Linked DNA regions of Mus musculus: regions 1 and 3 are each linked to region 2. A link is a contact called in public Hi-C data. All regions are on one chromosome and are shown on one strand. Each heading gives the region's core, a stretch centred on a gene start, on an enhancer-like site or on the middle of the called end of the contact. The rest is flanking DNA. Distances are from core to core; before and after follow the strand shown.

The links. A called contact is a pair of places that touch in the nucleus more often than the background predicts.
Region 1: a Hi-C map of bone marrow-derived macrophages shows a contact between it and region 2, with 21 read pairs. The contact joins two enhancer-like sites. A contact is called at or near these places in 3 of 15 datasets of contacts at CTCF or cohesin (CD8 T cells, the NIH/3T3 cell line and large pre-B cells), 5 of 484 Hi-C or Micro-C datasets (bone marrow-derived dendritic cells, bone marrow-derived macrophages, embryonic fibroblasts and 1 more) and 16 of 115 datasets of contacts at active chromatin or transcription factors (the NIH/3T3 cell line, T-cell acute lymphoblastic leukemia, Th17 cells and 13 more).
Region 3: a contact with region 2 is called in a Hi-C map of the N1E-115 cell line, with 10 times the contacts expected there. The contact joins two enhancer-like sites. A contact is called at or near these places in 2 of 15 datasets of contacts at CTCF or cohesin (the NIH/3T3 cell line and large pre-B cells), 2 of 484 Hi-C or Micro-C datasets (the N1E-115 cell line and nephron progenitors) and 2 of 115 datasets of contacts at active chromatin or transcription factors (T-cell acute lymphoblastic leukemia and trophoblast stem cells).

What each region holds. Positions count from the first base shown.
Region 1 is chr15:59,798,160-59,802,826 of GRCm38.p6, forward strand. No RefSeq gene overlaps it. Among named protein-coding and RNA genes, the nearest start is that of Gm19510, 5.5 kb to the left of the region's middle. Within about 2 kb of position 1,517, at least 49 of the 459 cell types and tissues checked have an H3K27ac peak or open chromatin away from gene starts, as enhancers often do. A contact at or near this core is called in Th17 cells, bone marrow-derived macrophages and pancreatic cancer cells, where this site is marked.
Region 2 is chr15:59,395,640-59,400,282 of GRCm38.p6, forward strand. All of the region lies in intron 2 of Nsmce2 (NSE2/MMS21 homolog, SMC5-SMC6 complex SUMO ligase), which reads left to right. Among named protein-coding and RNA genes, the nearest start is that of Nsmce2, 24 kb to the left of the region's middle. Within about 2 kb of position 2,347, at least 47 of the 459 cell types and tissues checked have an H3K27ac peak or open chromatin away from gene starts, as enhancers often do. A contact at or near this core is called in the N1E-115 cell line, Th17 cells, bone marrow-derived macrophages and 1 more, where this site is marked.
Region 3 is chr15:59,907,062-59,911,366 of GRCm38.p6, forward strand. No RefSeq gene overlaps it. Among named protein-coding and RNA genes, the nearest start is that of Gm36819, 86 kb to the left of the region's middle. Within about 2 kb of position 1,405, at least 4 of the 459 cell types and tissues checked have an H3K27ac peak or open chromatin away from gene starts, as enhancers often do. A contact at or near this core is called in the N1E-115 cell line, where this site is marked.

The DNA of each region.
Region 1 (4,667 bases), core at 267-2,766, 400 kb after region 2:
TAACAGAGCTACCAATTAAGAACCAATTGTTTAAACACATGTTCGTGGGGGGTGGGGGGGTGGCGGGGCATTTTTCACCCAAACCCTAACTTATGTGGAAGCTAGTTAAACTCTCCAAAGTCACATGGCTAGAACATTTCACAGATAGGATTTGAACCTAAATCATCTGGTTTGCCACAGGGACCTAAATCTGGGACATAGGCAGAGGGTTTTGATCACCTCGATGTGGATGGAGGGTGACCTTGATTTTGCAGATGTGGTGAGCTGTGGAAGGACTTCATGTTCTCATAGTGGATAGTCTTGAGGTGGATTTCAATTGTACTGTGCAGAGGGAGAGAAGCTGTGGGGTTGGGGTGGGGACCAGTCCCTGGGTCCTGGTAGTAGAGGGATAGTTTCTTCCTTTATCAAATTTGTGACTAGAAGAAGACAATCAGTTGTTTGGTATTTTCCTCCCTTTCCTGGAAGTGCCAAGGCTGCATGAAGAGAAGCTTTCAGAAGCTCTGTGGGTGGCTAGGAACATCTGGCATGGAAGTTGCTAAGCAACTCCAGAGGCCTGCCTTCTGGTGAAGCCTGAGAACTGGCCTGGCCTCCTTGGCCAGTGAAGGACATGGCTTCCTTAAAACACTTGTATCCTGTGCCTTTCAGCATTCTCCTGGTCAGCCTTGGGTGACAGTGATGAGTGTGGACACATAGAATATTATCAAAGCAGACAGTATTTGCTGCAGGCTCTTTCTGGGGACCCTGGGACCAGCCATTGGACACTTGGACTTGGCATTTTGGATATTCCCAACCTGCTCTTTAATGAGTCTAATTTCGTGTGTGGGTGACAATGGGAACAGAAGTAAAGAGGGAAGCTGAGATGTACTGTAGGCTGAATTAACGAATTTCAAATTATATATTGAAGTAAGAATCCTTGTGGCTTCAGAATGTCCCTGTACTGGGGAACAGGCCCCTTAAAGAACTATGTAATGTTTACTGATATCATTGGGGTCGTAATGCTTACTGAGACTCTTGGGGAGGTATATTAATCCAAGAACTGGGCTCTTCATCAAAAGAGGGAACTTGAATCCAGACTTCCTATAGAAGAACACAGGAAGGAGCCAGCCATGAGGCAGCCCAGGAGAGTCAAAGCAAGCCTGCTTACACTCTGCTCTTGGACTTCAGCCTCCAGAATTACAAGAACATAGATCTTGGTTGCCTGAGTCATCCTGGTACAACATCTGCTTCTTCAGCTCTAGCAAGCTATTGGAAGGGGTCATCTCATTCACTGTGCCCCCCGGTCATGGCACTCCCATCTCCATGGGGTCAGTCTAGCCAAACAGGAAGGGATTTCTGGCTAGAGAGGGACTGGGTGTAGGTGACACTGGGCATGGGCCTACAGGGCTGTCATAGGCTAGATGGGTAAGCCTTGCCCTTAGGGAGCTTCTAATCCCATGGAGAGACAAGTACACTGTGAGCTAAGTACCTATGAGTCACTCAGTAATGAAACATTCACATGAGACAGCAAGAGAGGTGAGAGTCCATGGTCCAGGATGATGTCATAGAGGCTTGCTTCAAAGGCTCAGCCTTGGGGCCGACCTGTGCATAACAAGTGTGAGGTCCTGAGTTCAAATCCCACAAATCCTTATAAAAATCCAGGAATGGGTATGTGTGCCTGCAACCACAGGGACTAAAGCAGAGAACAATATAGAAAAGTACTTCATGTCCTTGTCTGGCTTCTGTGTATGCCTACACAAGCATGCACACTCACACACTGTGGTGTATATGCCCACCCCTGTAACATGTATCCCATACCTCTCTCTCTGTCTCTGAATCTGTCTCTGTCTCTGTCTCTCTCTCTCTCTCTCTGTCTCTCTCTCTCTCTCTCTCTCTGTCTCTCTGTCTCTCTGTCTCTCTGTCTCTCTCTCTCTCTCTCTCTCACACACACACACACACATACACACACACACACACACACACACACACACACACACACACACACGATGCAGAGAAACACAGGGTTTTCTCGGGCACTGCAATCAGACACTGGAGGAAAGAGTACCCAAGAGGAGGTGTGTACATGTGAAAATGCTCAGAGGCACTTACTATGATGTCGAAGACCAGGCCTGGAGCTGCATCAGACAGGCCACCACACACGTAGGCTGGGTTCGGGAACCTCAGAAAGAATACAATTTATCAGTCAGTGTGCTGGGCCAGTGATATCCTAGGCTAGTAGGGGGAACCATAGGCAGGTCACTCAGTTTTCTGGGATGTCAACACTCTCTGTTGCAAAAGTAGCAATGATCACAGCTCTTGCCTTGTAGGGGTGCTGTGAAGACTAGGTAGGTGTACTGGCTAGTTTTGTGTCAACTTGACACAGCTGGAGTTATCACAGAGAAAGGAGCTTCAGTTGAGGAAATGCCTCCATGAGATCCAACTGTAAGGCATTTTCTCAATTAGTGATCAAGGGGGAAAGGCCCCTTGTGGGTGGGACCATCTCAGGGCTGGTAGTCTTGGTTCTATAAGAAAGCAGGCTGAGCAAGCCAGGTGAGGCAAGCCAGTAAAGAACATCCCTCCATGGCCTCTGCATCAGCTCCTGCTTCCTGACCTGCTTGAGTTCCAGTCCTGGCTTCCTTGGTGATGAACAGCAGTATGGAAGTGTAAGCCGAATAAACCCTTTCCTCCCCAACTTGTTTCTTGGTCATGATGTTTGTGCAGGAATAGAAACCCTGACTACTAAGACAAATTGGTACCAGTGGAGTGGGGTATTCCTGTGACAACCTGACCATGTTTTGGGGAGGACTGTGGAAGGACTTTGGAACTTTGGGCTTGAAGATCCATCCATTGTTAAGACCTCTGTCGGATGTTGTGTAGGAGCTTGGAAGATAATGTTGAGAACACTGCAGAAGTTGGAGCTCTGGTGTGTGAAATTTCAGAGGGAAAATTAAAGACTCTTTTCAGGGCCATTCCTGTTTTGATTGTGAAGATTCTGTAGTTCTGGTTAGCTGGGGCTGAAGAATCAGCTGTGATTAACAAGATACCAGAACTACTAAAGCAAAAACTTTGCATTACTGGGACTATTGATGCTGGTTAGCTGGAGCTAAGAAATTAGCGGTGATTAAGAAGAGACCAGCATCATTGAGGTGACATCTTCTGGGAAGTATTTTCTGAAAGCACAGTGGCTGTGTTCCAGATATAGCCAAAGTTGTACCTTGTGCTGTGGCTGGACTTGGTAATGTGTAAGGGTCACCCAGGTGGTACTGGTTTTGAAGGCATGAAGGAGTTGAGCAGAGCAGCTGAGGCTTGGCACAGTGAGAGGCCATGGAAGGCCATTGGTGAAAGTGCAGCCTCAGTTGCAATTGATGGCCCAGGACTGAAGGGGTCATGCAGTGTTTTGGAGATGCCAGTACCATGAGATGACCACCAAGAGCAGCAGCAGCAGTGGAGTACAGGCATCTGGAGCCTAGAGGATGACTCGTGTGCTACAAAGGGCCTGGCTGGAGAAGTGACCCAAGCCCTTGGAGGAGCCCAGAAGATCGTGAGTTGGATCCCAGACATTGGACAGTTGGAGATTGACTTTTGCTTTTGATTGTGACTGTGCCCTGATATTTTCCCTCTTGAAGAAAGAAACTGTTTTAGTGGAGCCCACAGTTAAGAGACTTTTAATTGTAAAAAGACTTTGGATTTTAAAAGAGATGGATATTTTAAAGAGATTGAAATTTTAAGCATATGTAAAGACTGTGGGACTTTTAAAGTTATTTAGAATGGGGATGAATAAGATTGTAAGGGTTGAGGCTTACTAGTGATGTTTTTGTGTGTCAAGTTGACAAGGGGTCAATTGTACTGGCTAGTTTTGTGTCAACTTGACACAGCTGGAGTTATCACAGAGAAAGGAGCTTCAGTTGAGGAAATGCCTCCATGAGATCCAACTGTAAGGCATTTTCTCAATTAGTGATCAAGGGGGAAAGGCCCCTTGTGGGTGGGACCATCTCAGGGCTGGTAGTCTTGGTTCTATAAGAAAGCAGGCTGAGCAAGCCAGGTGAGGCAAGCCAGTAAAGAACATCCCTCCATGGCCTCTGCATCAGCTCCTGCTTCCTGACCTGCTTGAGTTCCAGTCCTGGCTTCCTTGGTGATGAACAGCAGTATGGAAGTGTAAGCCGAATAAACCCTTTCCTCCCCAACTTGTTTCTTGGTCATGATGTTTGTGCAGGAATAGAAACCCCGACTAAGACAGTAGGTAAAACCCTACAGTGTAGTTTGTCACGTGGTCGGACCTTCCCTGCTCATGCTTGGCTCCCTTGTCACAGCTACTCCTCCCCCCTCCTTGGTGTGGCTGAAACAACAACTTCATCAACTTCTCTTATGAGGCATGGAGAGGAGTCAGGTCAGCGAAGAAAGCCACTTGTCGCCAATTGAAATTGAGAACTGAGAGTCTAGAGGCTCCTGGCAAACGCACAAGAACTTGCCAGAAAACATTTGGTACAGGGTTCTGGGATGCCTGGTTCTCAACACAGAACCCTCTGAGGCTCTATAGGTTGCTCACACATGCACTGGGGAAGGAACCAAAAAGAGGACCTGAAAGAATGATGCATTTTTCTCAGTAAGAGTCCAAGGAGGTGACCAGGGAAAGGGATGCTATCTCAGGCTCCCAGGAGAAAGGTTGCTGCAGAGGTCACCTGTCTTGTGGA
Region 2 (4,643 bases), core at 1,097-3,596:
GCCATGCATTCAAACACATGCATGTATGGGGCCATTCTTTATTATTATTTTTTTATTAGATATTTTCTTTATTTACATTTCAAATGTTATCCCCTTTCCTAATTTCCTCTCCAAAAATCCCCTTTCCTCTCCCCTGTTCCCCTGCTCCCCAACCCACCCACTCCTGCTTCCTGGCATAGGCATTCCCCTATACTGGGGCATAGAACCTTCACAGGACCAAGGGCCTCTTCTTCCATTGATGACCGACTAGGCCATCCTCTGCTACATATGCAGTTAGAGCCATGAGTCTCTCTGTGTGTTTTCTTTGGTTGGTGGTTTAGTCCCAGGGAGTTCTGGGGTTACTGGTTAGTTCATATTGTTGTTCCTCCAAGGGGGCTGCAAACCCCTACAGCTCCTTTAGTACTTTCTCTAGATCCTTCATTGGGGACCCTGTGCTCCATCTAATGGATAACTGTGTGCATCCACTTCTATATTAGTCAGGCATGGCAGAGTCTCTCAGGAGACAGCTATATCAGGAGACAGCTTCTTGCTATTATAAATAAGGCTGCATTGAACATAGTGGAGCATGTGTCTTTATTACAAGTTGGGGCATCTTCTGGGTATATACCCAGGAGTGGTATCTCTGGATCTTCTGGTAGAACTATGTCCAATTTTCTAAGGAACCACCAAACTGATTTCCAGAGTGGTTGTACCAGCTTGCAATCCCAGCTCGCCAGCATCTGCTGTCAACTGAGTTTTTGATCTTAGCCATTCTGACTGGTATAAGGTGGAATCTCAGGGTTGTTTTGATTTGCATTTCCCTGATGATTAAGGATGTTGAACATTTTTTTAGGTGCTTCCTAGCCATTCAGTATTCCTCAGTTGAGAATTCTTTGTTTAGCTCTGTACCCCATTTTTAATAAGGGTTATTTGGTTTTCTGGAGTCCAACTTCTTGGGTTCTTTATATATATTGGATATTAGCCCCCTATGTGAATTAGGACTGGTAAAGATCTTTTCGTATGGGGCCATTCCTACTCAAACCACCATATCAGTCTATTTTTCCTTTAGTCTTTCCTCCAGCCATCTAACAGTCCATTAGCCTTTTCGTTTTTGTAATTTGTCCATTTTATTATCTACCCATGTAAAATGTATAATGTAGTGGGGTTTTTAAAATTATATTCATGGATACACATAACCGTTACCACAATCATTTCAAAACCACAACCCCTGGCAAGGTGTGATATTATATACTTATAATTTCATTACTCAAGAGACTGAGGCAGGAGTATTGTGAGTTCAAGGACAGCCTGGGCTGTATAGTGATGAGAGGAGAGGAGACCAACAAGAAAGGAAGTGAGGAAGGGAAAAGAAAGGAAGCAGACCCTGCGTCCTTTAGCATTGCACGCCAGTCTCTCCAGGAGCCACTGATCTACTATGGCTCTATAGCTGTGGAGTTACCTGTTTCAGACATTTCATATAGAAGTGAATTTTATATAAAATGTGGTTTTTTGTGGTTGGAGTGTTCTTGTTTTCAAGCAAGGTTCATCTGTGTTGTTAGATCCATCAGCATTTAATCAGTTAGCACTTCATTTATTTTTATAGTTTAATAATACTCCATTATGTAGTATGTAGCTATACCACATTTTGTAGATCTACCAGTTGGTGGACCCTGGGTTGTTAATATTACTAAATTATTCTTGGATGCTTGTGCTTTGAACGAGGAATGCCCTCACTAGGCTCAGGTATTTGCATTACTTGGTCCCCAGTAGGTGGTGCTGTTTGGAGAGGTTTAGGAGGTGCAGTCTTGCTGGAGGATGGATGTCTCAGGGCTTCCAGATTTTATAGCCTATCCCTGCTTCCAGTTTGCTTTCTCTACTTCTCTCTTGCAATGTGAGCTCTCACCTTCTTGGCACCATGCTTGCAGGTGGCTCCCTGATGTCATGCCTCCCAGCCGAGATGGATTCAAATCCTCTGGGACCAGAGCCCAGATAAGCTTTTGGTCACATGGTGCTGTGTGTAGCACAGCAGCAAATGTAACTATTAATTGTGCTGCTCAGCATCCATTCTCACGTTAGTATCTCAGCATGGTTTCAGTTGGCATTTATGTAATGATGTCATATGCTTTTGGGCTCTTAGAGAAATCTCTGGAGAAGTGCCTATTCATATCCTGTGCACTTTTAAATCCAGTGTCTAAGTTCTTTATATATTCTAGAGAAAAGTCTGATATAAGACATGATCTGCTGGTATTTTTCCTATTGTGTGCTGCATTTTACTTTCTTGATAGTGTTCATTGAAGTATGCAAGGTTGTGATCTTGCGGGAGTCCAGCTGTGTGGATTTGCTGTTTTCGTGGTATGCCTTCCCCTGATAGAGCTTAGCATCAAGCTTGAAGCAGTCCTATTCATGTGTGCTGAGTATGAGTTTTGAGCTGGGACTCATTTGATGACTAGTTCTCTAAAGGTGCTGTGATGAAAACCTTTTCCCAGCAACCATGTGGAACCCTGGAGTTGGTGGGAATTGTAGATGAGAGAGCCTTCAGGACAGGCTTCACATGGGCTGTTGCAGGTTAAAGGTGAGTAGCTGTTTCATGTACTAGAAACAGACTGGAAAAGATTGATGAGTATTTGTCCTGATATGAAAGCTGACAAACCTGCCTGTAAGCTTCATGGCTGCTTGAGAGGTAGGAAACCCCTAAGTCAAAGACAGCAGCTTTTGTTGTTATACCTCAGATAGTATGCCTGTTCTGGTTTACCTTCCTGTCTCCATGCCTCATGGTTTCTGGAGCTGATATGGGAGAGCCCAGGAGGGTTGAGGTCACAACTAAGGAACCTCAGGCTCAGGGGTCCAGTTTTTGGAAGTAGACGCCATCTTAGTCTTGTGAGATCTTGCTCTTACATAAGCATCCTTGTAAAGATGGACTGGGACAGAAGGGCACATGGCACCTTTGCTCCCAAGATGTTCAGAATGAGTGAGAAATGACTTGCTCCCTAGAACCTGACACATTCAGGGAGCTGCAAGTGCTTCAGGGTGAAGATTAACTTCAGCTGAGGCCTTTCCAGGCTGTTGCCACCACCAGTGGTGAAAGCTTCAGCACTTTTCTTTGGAGATGAACTTTGTCCAAGATGCAGGAGAGGCCAGGTGAGATGAAGAGAGGGGTCCTCCTCTGTCCCCAGAGGGAACATAATCCTTTGGTTGTCTGGATGGGGTAATGTTGGGCTTTCAGAACTACAGAATCATGCACTGGCTGCCCACTTTAGTATCATTGTGACTTTAACTTTCAGGTTATTTTCCTTTATAAGTAGTGATGATGTAAAATAGCAGTGAATGTCTTGTAGGGTCCTTAACCATCCACCCATCCACATCTCCCTAACACCTGCCGTATTTGGAGTTGCTGTAAAGTATTAAGGAATGTATCTAAAATGCTCTTTACAGAGCTGGTACATAATATTCATATTGGTCAGTTGCTTTGTTTTTGCTGTAATTATTTGAGCATTTGAAAAGATGGATCCTGTAGAGCCTTAGGGTCAGAATTGACTTTGTACAAAAATACATCCGTGAATTAAAATGCAAATTCTCTATTAGCCTAGATGATTGCTTCATCTCTTAGAGCTTGCTTTTTCCTGCATGTGAAGACTTGAAGTGACTGCCTTTTTGTGGTTATTCTGGGTTTGAGACAGTTATTTCCTTTGTTGTTTAGGGTTTACTTTGAACTATGGTCTTGCTGTGTTGCCCAGGTTAGCCTCCAAAGCTACGTAGGCTCAAGTGATCTTCTTTCTCAGCTACCTGGCTGGAGTACAGACACATGCTACTCTGCTGTATTAAGCTCCTCACTTTAAAGGCGGCCCTGGGCAGAGACTGGCTACATGTGTGTGTGTTTCATTGGTATTCTGCTGAGTACTTAGTTTTAAGTCACTGGGTGCTCTCTAACCAGTGTCTTATTTACATGCAAACAAAATTACACTAAATAACAGATTTTTTTTTTGCAGTCTCTTTTGTCCCATTTTGCAGACTGTTCTTTTAGAAAGTATCCTTTTTAAATTTTGGAATAATAATAGACTTACAAACACTTGGAATGAGAGTTCCCAAATGTCTCTACCCACTGCCCTTACTTGCTCAGACCTTAGTGCATAGTACATTTATCAAAGCTACATAAAACATTGGTGTGTTATTGCAGACTAAACTTCTGTTTTAGTAACATTTTTTCAGTGGCCCTTTTTCTTTTTTTTATATTTATTTTATTTGTATGAGTACACTGCAGCTGTCTTCAGACACACCAGAAGAGGGCATCAGATTCCATTACAGATGGTTGTGAGCCACCATGTGGTTGCTGGAATTTGAACTCAGGACCTCTGGAAGAGCCGTTGGTGCTCTTAACCTCTGAGCCATCTCTCCAGCCCCAGTGTCCCTTTTCAATACATTGTCCAGGATGCAGTCCTGGCTGCCACATTGCATTTAGTCACTTCTTGAGTTGTATAACCTTTTTCTTTTCCCTTAAAAAAAAAAAGTTTGACTTTGTGTGAAATGTCCCTCAGTTGGAGTTTAATGTTTTTCTTATGAGTTAAGGGCAATTTTATGTTTTTAGAAGAAGATGACAGAAGCCAAACTCCTAATCACATTCCGTGAGGGACTCAGCATGCTACCCTACACCACTTGGCTCTGGCAGT
Region 3 (4,305 bases), core at 155-2,654, 510 kb after region 2:
AGGGTCAGGATGAAGCGTCCGGCTCCATTATGACTGTTTAATATTGCCACCGCCTGTACGGTATTTCATTTTTCTCATAGATATCAATTTCTTTAGGAGGGTGTGGTAGCTCAGCCTGGAATCCTAGTGTTTAGGAGGCTGACATAGGAGGATTGTCCCTGAGATTAGCTTGGGCTACCTCATGAATTCCAGGCTATCCCATGCCATATACTGAGACCACATCCCTACCACTGATCCCAAACAAGAACAACAGCAATTTCCTTTGGTCTCATCCATAAGACGGTTTCAGCACCCACTCTGCATAATTCTGAAGATGATTTGATTGACACAGTGACTGTGACTGCTCTGAAAGGCACTCTGGTGTCGATCCTGGCTTAGAACCAGCAGTGCTATCTAGCAAACATACCATGTGAACTACATAAGCCAGTAAAGTTTTTAAAGCTGGGCATGGTGGCAGAGGCCTTTAAAGATCCCAGCACTTAAGAGGAAGAGGCAGATGGATTTCTGTGAGTTTGGGACCAGCCTGATCTGTGCAATGTGTTCTAGACCAGCCAGGGTTGCCTGATGAAAGCCTGTCTTAAAACACATTTTTAAAATTAACATTGTGTACTACATACAATGTATCCATATACTGTTGCCATAATTTGAATGTGCCCCTCCAAGTGCAAATGTTGGAACCATAATTCCCAGTGCAACAGTGTTGAGAGGGACGACTTAAAGAAGCCACCAGAATTCTGCCTTCCTATTTGGATTAATGCTGTTATTACAAGACTAGCTTCCTGGTAGTACGGTATGCTTGCTTGCTCTTTGTCTGTCTGTTTGTCTGTCTGTCTCTGTCTCTCCATCTCTGTCTTTCTCTCTCTTCCTCCCAATTCTTCTTTTACCTGGTGACCACTTTTGCCATAATTGATGTGGTAAGAAATCTTCCCCACATGTGGCCTTGGTTGTTGTGAGCCCCCGGATGGAAATTGAGATGATACAACAATCTTGTAGCAGAAGAGACCAACAGAAAAGTCATAGCAGACACACTGAAGACATGATTCTCGACCCTGCTGGGCTCCCTTGCAAGGAGCTTTCTCTTTGTTTTATCTGCACTTGCCCTCAGAGAGCTGTGGGCTCCATCACCAAGAGCTACTGTCCCCCACAGGCTATCTCATTTAGTCTGTTTGGTTCCTTTCCTTAGCATCTGTACTGTGGGCTTTTTTTTTTACAACTTCAAAGAGCTTCTCACCCATATTCACTAATTAATTCATTACTCCTGTGAGTAAAACCTGCAGCAGGGAGAATGGCATTAGCAAGGATACCAGGGGCTTAGTATTTAAAAGAGGTGGCCCACATCCAGACACTCTCCACCAGAGCTGTTAACTCCTTCACAGCTGTCTGTGCCTCTACAGGCAAGTGTGGCGCTGGTGGCCACCACAGACTTGCTGTGTGCTCAGCTATACCAGGCACCTCTGGGCTGTGAGGAGTGGTACCACATGGCTTCTGAGTCACATCAGGATAACCCATCCTTAACCAGCTGTGTTTTGGTTGGCCTGCAAGTTGAAAGGATATACGCTGACTATTGTCAGTTTTTTTTTTTTTCCTAACTAGAGGACAGACTTTAGGGTTGTGTAGACCTGAGTTTTAATTTTGGCACTTTATAAGATGTGTGAGGGTTGGCTCAGTGGCCCCCTCTGAGGCTTAATTTCTGTATCTTTAAAATGAAATAGTAATATCTCCTTGAGGGGCTAAATGAGGCTAACTGGCAAGATACAAATGGGAGGTTCTGTGCAGAGCCAGGCACACAGAGAGTGCTCCATTGCAATAATCCCAGATTACTCAGGAAGTCAGCTCATGTGCCTCAAGGCATGCGGGACAGAGCTGCAGAAGGGGGGAGGCCTGGCAGGTCCCTTTGGGGGCATGGATTAGTTACTTCCTGCTGTGGTAATAAAACACTATAACTAAGAGCAACTTGAGGAAGAGTTTATATTGGCCTAGAGAGCCAGAGGGCCAGAAGTCCGTAATGGTAGTGGGGCATGGAAGGCAGAGCAAGAAGCTGAGAGATGTATCGCAGTCTCTCAGTCACACACAGAAAATAAAGAGTGAATTGGAAGTCAAACAAGGCTTTGAAATCTCAAGGCACGCTCTGGTGACATCCTCGCTCCAGCAAGCCTTCTTGCCATAAATGTCCCATAACCTTGCTGTAACATGACCACCAGTGGTTCAGATACCTGAGCCTATGGGACATCATTTCTCATTCAGACCACCATATTCCATCTCTGGTCCCCATAGGCTTATGGCCATAGCATAGTGCAAAATATATGTAGTCCAACTCCTGTGACACCAGAAAGCAAAATACCCACTTCTGTCACCCAGGGGTGTAGAATATATGTTCCCATTAGAAAGGAGGGAATGGGGGCATGGTGAGGAAATGCTGGGTCAAAGTAAGACTGAAGCCTAGCAGGTGAAACACCCAATCTTGTAGATCTGTGTCCCATGACTGAGACTTTAGTTTCAAAGACCGTCAGTGGCTCTATCTAGAGCGTTTTGCTGCATGCAACACACTTACATCTCTCTCTCTCTCTTGGACTAGTTCCAATCCTTGTTTCTAGTTCTTCCTTGGCAAATGACTCATGGCTCTAGCATATCCAGCATCTTAGGGGATCTCTACAGTAACCCTGGCTTCATCTTCCTGCCTTTATGCAATACTCTCAGGTTGTTTGCCCTCTTAAGACCTTCTCTAAGAGACTCTAGCATTGACACACATTGCCTGGCCATAGTGGCTCTCTGAAAATGGGAAGGGAGAATCCCAGACTTCCTTACTCTTGCATTTTTTTATGCCCCTAAAGCCAGCTTTAAGTGGATGACTCTGCCAAGTTTGACTAGAAGTCTGGGATGGACCCTGTCCCTTTCGACTGCATTAGTAGGCATTTTTTTTTGGTGGTGGGGATATATTTCATTCAAACTACCATGGGGGAGAAATTTATTTCAGAGTTGACAAGAAGAAGAGAGAAGAAAGGAGAAAGAAGGAGAAAGAAGAGCTAGAGAGGGAGGCAGCAAGCCAGGAGAAGCAAAGCAAACACATACACACAGAGGCCAAGAAAGTGGCAGCCATGACGAAAGACGAACATTCTGATCAGCCCTGACTTTTTCTGAGGACAGACACAGCAGGTCCTGGACAGGAAGCATCTCTCTAATAACCTAGTAGTTCTCTAGTACCCGAGTTGACTGTGAAATGACCAGCCTAGCTTCTGTCTTCTGGGTTAGCCACACACTGTTGCTGAGGACACATGTCTCTAAGCTGTGGCCAGCCAATAACTGGAGACAGGACTATTTCTATGGATGCAAAACTTCTCTCCATTGGGCTGGCTAGAATTTGGTTTGAATGATCTCCAATCTATAATAGCAATTTGAATGTAAAGTTTAATTTTGTCTTTTGACTTGTCAGTGCCACAGTGCTCTCAGCTATGTGACTAAATATACTTGATGTTCCTAAGAACATATTTAAAAATGAAGGTATGATTTAAATTGATGAACTCTGAGTCAAGGATGCTGCCCCTCACAACGTCGTGGCTCACATTTAGTTGTTGCAGCCCGAATAGAAGAGAAGGCCAGCACCTTCTGTACTAGAGAGAACTGTGCCCTGCTCACTTGAATGTCAACACCAGTTCTTGGTTCTTCAGCCTGGCATCCTTTGGACTCAAATTTTAGTATTGGATCTTTCTGAATCTTTGTACAACTGCTCTGAAGATTTCAACCTAGCTATCCTCCATAATGACATGAACCAATACCCAAAATAAGTTTCTTTCTATATACATATTCATCAGTTAGTGCCATTTCCCTGGAGAACCATGAAGGTGTTCTAGGAAGAGGGAAGAACTATCTTAAAATACATAAGGCTTTAGATCAGAATTAGCAAAAGACCAATGCTGCTGGGACAGGGGTGTGGGATGTGAAGAGAAATGAGGTCTTGGAAAAAAAATAGAGAGGACTGTTTAATTTACTAGTAAGGATGGAAGCTGGGTTCTAAGGAATTCTGAACCCGTGGGTGGTAAGGAATTTAAAGCTCCATGTCTAGACAATTCTTCTAGACATTTAATATTTACTGTATAAAGAAACATTGTTGGAGGTGGGTTCTAGGAAACAAAATCTTGCTCTTGGATATGCACAGGCAAATGAGGGATTTTGATGCATCTGGTGGCAGAGAGGAAAGAATTGGTGGGAAGATGTTTCAGACCTGGAGGAAGCTTGGGGCGTTGTAGTGGCTTGAATGGTGGCCCTTCTTCCTCAAATTTTTCCATGCCCTAGTGCTCAGGCCCTGGG